Regions from separate parts of the Drosophila melanogaster genome. Here region 2 is linked to region 1. Evidence: chromatin contacts called from public Hi-C data. All regions are on one chromosome and are shown on one strand. Each heading gives the region's core, a stretch centred on a gene start, on an enhancer-like site or on the middle of the called end of the contact. The rest is flanking DNA. Distances are from core to core; before and after follow the strand shown. Region 1 holds the start of CG34353. Region 2 holds the start of AstA-R2 (Allatostatin A receptor 2).

Evidence for each region. A called contact is a pair of places that touch in the nucleus more often than the background predicts.
Region 2: a contact with region 1 is called in a Hi-C map of the Kc167 cell line, with 1.7 times the contacts expected there. The contact joins the promoter of AstA-R2 here to the promoter of CG34353 in region 1. A contact is called at or near these places in 13 of 107 Hi-C or Micro-C datasets (the Kc167 cell line, the S2 cell line, the Sg4 cell line and 5 more).

What each region holds. Positions count from the first base shown.
Region 1 is chr3R:27,904,247-27,907,603 of dm6, reverse strand. CG34353 reads left to right here and starts at 1,761. Exons shown (of 13, transcript NM_001300642.1): 1 at 1,761-2,633.
Region 2 is chr3R:28,742,962-28,746,318 of dm6, reverse strand. It overlaps AstA-R2 (Allatostatin A receptor 2), which reads left to right and starts at 1,537. Exons shown (of 4, transcript NM_079820.3): 1 at 1,537-2,833. The coding sequence starts at 2,294.

The DNA of each region.
Region 1 (3,357 bases), core at 512-3,011:
TTATTTTGCTAAATCAAATTATAGTGCATATCTGACAATTTTGCTCTCTGCAGCGATTGAGACAACAAACGACAAAGCAGCGATGGCACGATGCGTATTTAGAATGATTTTGCCCGTGGGTTGCATGGGATGTGGTTTGCTTTTTCCACTGGTCCATGTCCCGTGTCCCGTGTCCCGGGACATGTCCAATGTACATCTCGATGGCATTCCGGCGCACTCGTCATTGGGGCGAAAAACAGAGGACTTTGCACGCCATTGAGCTGACGGCACTCCGGCGGAAGAAGGAAAAAAGGACGAAAGGCACACTTGCAAATCATAAAACAACAGACGCGAAGAAAATGTTTTTTAAATCTTCATAAATATTCATTATGGGAGCGGGGCATGGCAAATAGTTTGGGGCTGTCGGCGATGCTGGGAAACTGGGCCTGGACACTGGCCAGTCCTGGCGAGTCCTGGCGAGTCCTGCGACTCCTGGATAAACAAGGAGCTGGTAACCATTGGCACTCTGAAGCCGGCTAGTGGGCGGTAAGCTTCATTTCGCAGATGGCAGTACAAGAAGTTTGCCAGAAAACAAAAACAGAAATGGCCAAAATAACAATAAACTGGCTCGAGGAGCCTAAGTAAGAAAAGAAAATGAATTGGGGGCGCATTTCAAGTGTGTGTCGGCCTTGAAGCGTGAAGATGTGGCCCAAAACCGAGTCGAAGTTCATGTCCATGGCCAAAATGGCCAAAATGGGCAGAATGGCCAATGGAACGAGACGAGCAGCAGAAAAAAAGCAAACAACTATAAATAACACAGAACTCCGATGGACAGAAGGACGCACCACAAAGCTGTCAATTAGCAGAGTTTCTTACTTAATTTTGGAATTTTCAAATATTTGGGGGAAACAAGAAGTCCAAAATAAACATCATGGCGTGGTGAAGTTTTGAGGGTTTTGGAAGATGTTACCAGATGTAACACTACATATTTGTACACTAGGTTGCTGCTCAAAGTAATGAAAAGATAAACATTGTTCGTTTATGCCAATTGGTTTTGTTTATATTATAAAAATATTCTTATATTTTCTTTAAAGAAAACTTTAAAATATTAGAGTTATAAAAATATAGTTAACCAAACAGTTCGAGCTAAGAGAAAATATCCCTTTTTTATCAAGAGAACATTTCCCACTTAAAGTAAAGCTGCAGAAAGCTTTAAGCTTTCGTATCCTTAGATGCGATTTGAAAGCGGTATCTCATTTAAAATTAGGTTAACTAAAATGAACACAGTTAAAGACATTAAAGGATATCATAAATATTAAAATTGCTATGCATGAAAAAAAAACTTATAAAATAAATGCATACACCTGCATTATTATTTTAAACATAAGTAGTTCATTTTGTTAAAAACTGAAATAAAATATCTTACAAATGCTTAAAACTGGAACATAAGTACTACTATTCCTACTATCTCGCCGCGAATGGGTTCCATAAGCCGCCCACTATATTCTCTCTTTAGTTCTGCGGCGAGAAATTTTCTCTTCGCTTGTGGCACACATTCATTGCGATTGCGGCTGTCGAACGGCAGCAAACAAAAAGAGCAACAGCAACAACCACACGCGCCAGAAGAGGCTCTAATACCAATTACATTGTGCGGGTCGTTCGTAAACTCCCCCCTTCCCATCCTGTCGTGCTCGCTCGGCTAACTGTTGAATCAACGAGTGGTTGCCGACGTGCCATTCGTCCGTACTCGTGCGACCTACGACGAACGAATCGTACGGTCTTCAGTCCTATTCGAAACGCGATAGCAAACGGTTGTGTGCTCTCGTCCCACTGCCACCGAAAAAAAGGTGTTTAAATTGAATCTGCACAAGTTTAAGTCGAAAATCGAACTCGCGGTACTTTATAATTAATAGTGAATTGAATTGAAGTCACTGAGGAAACCGCTAGAGAGAAATCAACTCTAAAATACTTTGAAACAGAAGTGTTAGTAAAGTGAAAGTAAACAACTATCATTCTGAAACCAAACCAAACCTTCCGTAAGTTTTCGGGCTTTTTAAACCGGCAAACCAAATCGCGGTTCGGGATTTCGGTTATAAAAACTGCTCCTCTCGCGTCGTCCCTTTACCGTTTTTTGGCACCTACGCGCGCTCTCTCGCTTCGCCAAAAATTTTCCGCTCTCTCGCGAAATACCGTTGGGCCTACACCGCTGGGCAAGATTCTAGCACCATCAAACTGGCGCATACACATTGCCATAAATTGTGATTAACCACAACGCAACCGAAAGCGACAGCAAGACGAAGATTTTTAATTAAATTAAGAGTGAAAAATACCAGCAGCCGCAACAACGGCACCAAACGTAAACAATCAGCGCCGGCAAATTAAATATTTAAATATTTGCACTCGGAAAATTGTGCGGCATTTTAAATTAGGACTCCCAGGCGGTGCAGCATCGCTGGGCATACTAAAGTGACATATCCCGTGCTCCAGTGATCCCCAAACATAAGCAAACGCCATAGACGGTGTGTGTGCCAAGCCAAAACACAGCCATTAATAAAGCGAGGAAAGGCAAATAAACAATCGGGTCAAAGTGCTTAGTCAGGCTAAAAGAGCCAAAAATCCGACAGGAAACAATAATCCGGAAATTTTGGTGCGAGGTAAGTCCCCTTCACCTGTTGAAAGTGGAGTCATCCTTAATACAATTATTCATATGCACATCCGCATACATAGAGCGCTGCATTGACGAGTGGCATTAAGAAAAATAAGGCAATTGCACAATTTAATTGGAGTCATTGTTTTTGTTTCGCCGCTCTGGCTGCATTTTAAATGCCTGTGCTGCAATCATTCAGCTGCATAATTAATATAAAATAAAGCTATACGATTGCCTTTTTTTTTGTTTGCTTGTATTCCTTGTCGCTGCTTTATTGTTTGTATTTTTTAACAATTAATTAAAAATATGTATGATGTGTTTTCGCACTTCAATTGGCTGCGAGAATTCTATTTTATTTCGTTTTGTTTGCCAGTTTATCATTTTTTCCACCCATAAATCGCCGTTTTGCCATAGGCTTTGGCCATGGCCAATTGCAAATTGCAAAAGGTTTGAAACATTGTAAAAATGCAGTTTATATAGAAAACAATTATGCGCCAGTTGCAAAAACACCGAGCGGATCTGATTGAAATGGCATAAATCCAAAAGGAAAACCAAATCTCTCGATGTGACAATCACAGTTCGTTTACTCGCATAATATGCCAGTCGAGCTTAATCGATTGATATCCGTATAAATTATGAATGCTTGCTGATCATTTTGCGGTGGTAGGGCACATTGTTTTTTAAATCTGCTTTGAAATTCAATTGAAAAAAAAATGCATTAAAACTCATCA
Region 2 (3,357 bases), core at 288-2,787, 840 kb before region 1:
AAAATTATTTATAAGTACATACACATATCCTTTACCGATCATTTTAAGCGCATTTCTTAAGCAATGTTACTTGTTAAAATATGCTGTTGTAAATGAATTTGTTAAAGGAACACACAGTCATGCCATGTGCTAGACTGTGAAATGTTATTTTTATTTCCGGTCTATTTTTTTATGGCAGCCGCAAAGTATGCAATGAAATTTGGAAAGTTGGCTGGCGGCATCGGTCTTCGACTTGAAAATTCTACCAATTCACCGCCACTGTCGGCCATTTAAATAGGCAATGAAGCTGCATTAAGAATTAAAGACTTCATTAAGTCCGCAGTGCTGCACATTAAATAAACATAATGCCGCCTTTTGCTGCTTGCCTCGGCCATTGTCGCCGGGCGATTTCTTGATTTATTTTTTTAGCCGTTGTTTGTTGTTCGTGGTGCTTAATTCGCATTTAATCTCATCAGGCTGGCGACGTCCTCGTCAGGGGTGCATTGAGCCATAGCCCCACACCTCACACCCCACCTCCCAACCCCACCTACACTCACATCAGCCAGAAATGCCAGGCGACGGGACAGCCCGCCGCAGGTTTGATGGGGGCCACAGCTGCCGCTGACGCAGCAGCCGACTTCGCTGCCGACGTCGACGTCTGCAGGTGACAGGTGAGCATTGCGTTGGCAGCGGCAGTAAAAAGCATGTAAATGAGGCGAGGACTTAACCTAGACCAAGACCGAGCTCGGATATCTGCCGGCTGCGGTTATATAATGTTGTGACAAGCCATCCCCGGCGACCAAAGGTGTTAAACCAGTGGATCCCATCTGACTGGCACGTATAAAAAGCAGAGAGCTTAAGTTCGCCTCTGGTCTGCATGCTTGAATATATGAAAAACATACTTTAATATATGTAAAGTATTTATCTTTAATAACCGTGTTGATATATATAACTAGTAAATAGAATTCATCATCGACTGAATGTAATAAGTAGAAGACATGACATCATATCATATCCATTTTTTTCGGTGTACAATGGGGGGCGTGGGCATGAACGCGTGCCAATTTTTTTGTTTTTTGTTTTTTTTTTTTCCACCTCTGCCAGCAGTTAATCAGAGAAATTAAGCAATGTACTAAGCGCGGCAGAGCAGAGACGACACCAACTGTGCAGCCGACGAGGCTGACGACATCAGCCAGGACATCCAGCTGTGCAGGACAATGGAAGACAGCGGGCGCAGACCCAGGACAAGTAGTGATTGCCCCGACAATTGCTGTGGCGCGTTGCCCATTCAACTGGGCGAGCAGTTCAGCAGTTTAGCGGTGGGAGCAACAAGAGCAAACATTCCAGCCCAGCTGATGGGGATTGGGATCGGATGAGGAGGATGAGGAGGAAGAGGTGGCTCCGGCGGCCACCCAAAACCATCACACGCACAGATGCCAGCTGCGCTGGTTGTTGCTATTGTTGCCATTATTCTTGCTGGGATGGCTGGCGTCGCTGCCGGCGTTTTGCCGCCGCCGAGGCATCGAAGTATTCCTCAACAAGCTCAGCCAGCAATCAGTTGGGCGCTGGATACGGACGCGAGCAGTGTGGACTATCGAATTGGCCAAAAGCAGCAGTATAAAATCGAAAATATATAGCGTACCGCGGCGCAGCAGTCGGTAGCAACAATAGGAACGTGGTTTTTTGGCCATAGCCTTATAGCCCCAAAATTTATGCCGTTCGTTTGTCAATAAAAAAGCAAACGAGAAATGTAAACAGAAACGCAGCGAAAGGAAGACATCATATTGAATTTATGGTGTAGGTGCAGCAACGTGGTCCTCGAACCTAAGGACACCCCGGTGTCCTTGTCGTCAGGGTGTGACTCGGCACAGTTTGGCTGTGTCGGTGTCGTTTGCACGTGCCCTCACCTTTAAACTCACTCTCTTGCCTTTCGCCTCACCGTGATCCTTGTGTGCTGTCCTTTATTGTTGTCTTACCTGTGCTACCCACCTACAATTACCGTTATCGTGGAAGGACCAAATTGCTTTTGCCCCCGCCACGTTGCGAACAATTCCGGTCGAGTTCGATACCACACGGCGTATGCGAAACGTTTTTGAGGTCTCCGAAGCTCAACGGTCGTAGTATTCCGCATGATAATTGAATTTTTGTGGCGGCTGCTTTGTGAAACTCTCCTAATTGGAAATTTGTTATTTGCGTTCGATGAACTGTGAGCGAAAAAGAGCCCAAAATTGAAAATGTCCCGTGACAATCAAGCGAAATCGCCAATAGCCAGTACAAAGTGAACCGGAAAGTTGTGCACTAAAGCTGAGAAAACATGGAGAACACCACAATGCTGGCTAATATTAGCCTAAATGCAACCAGAAATGAGGAGAATATCACCTCATTCTTCACCGACGAAGAGTGGCTGGCCATCAATGGCACTTTGCCGTGGATAGTGGGATTCTTCTTCGGCGTCATCGCCATCACGGGATTCTTCGGCAACCTGCTGGTCATCCTGGTGGTGGTCTTCAACAACAACATGCGCTCCACCACCAACCTGATGATTGTCAATCTGGCTGCCGCTGATCTGATGTTCGTAATCCTCTGCATTCCCTTCACGGCCACCGATTACATGGTGTACTACTGGCCATATGGAAGGTTCTGGTGCCGCAGTGTCCAGTACCTGATTGTGGTGACCGCCTTCGCCTCCATTTACACGCTGGTGCTGATGTCCATCGATCGGTTCCTGGCGGTGGTTCATCCCATTCGCTCGCGGATGATGAGGACGGAGAACATTACCCTGATTGCCATCGTGACTCTGTGGATCGTGGTGCTGGTCGTTTCGGTGCCAGTGGCCTTCACCCACGACGTGGTGGTAAGTGGGAGTGGAAGAGTGGGAGGAGTGGGTAGAATGCTATAAGTGGGCCTGCTGTGCCTGAATTTGCTGTGAAGAACACGGGCCAGGCAAATTTATTGCTTTCCATCATCGTCACCTCGTTAGATTCCTCTCGCTGCACGTCAATGGTGCCGACTGCCTGGTTCTAATGTAGCTATAGATACCTAGATAGATGGTCTGCCTTCTGCCAGATCGTAATCCAGAAAGCGAAGACCCCGCACAAACCAGCGATCGTCCAATCGACTGATCCTGATACAACTCATTTGTTTTTACTATATGCCCCTATTAAAGTATCCCCATTTTATCTTATTTTCTGTTTTGTGTTTATATTGAAAATTTCGCGATGCGCGGCGCCCGATTTGTTTTTGTTACTAATTTGCTATTTTGAATTCATAAATTTTTAATTATAGACCAGATAGCCAGCGAGAAACACTTGCCAACTGGGCGGTATCTGCCCATATCTGCCCACCTCCTCTCCGTGTGGCTTGCAAAATTTCAAATTC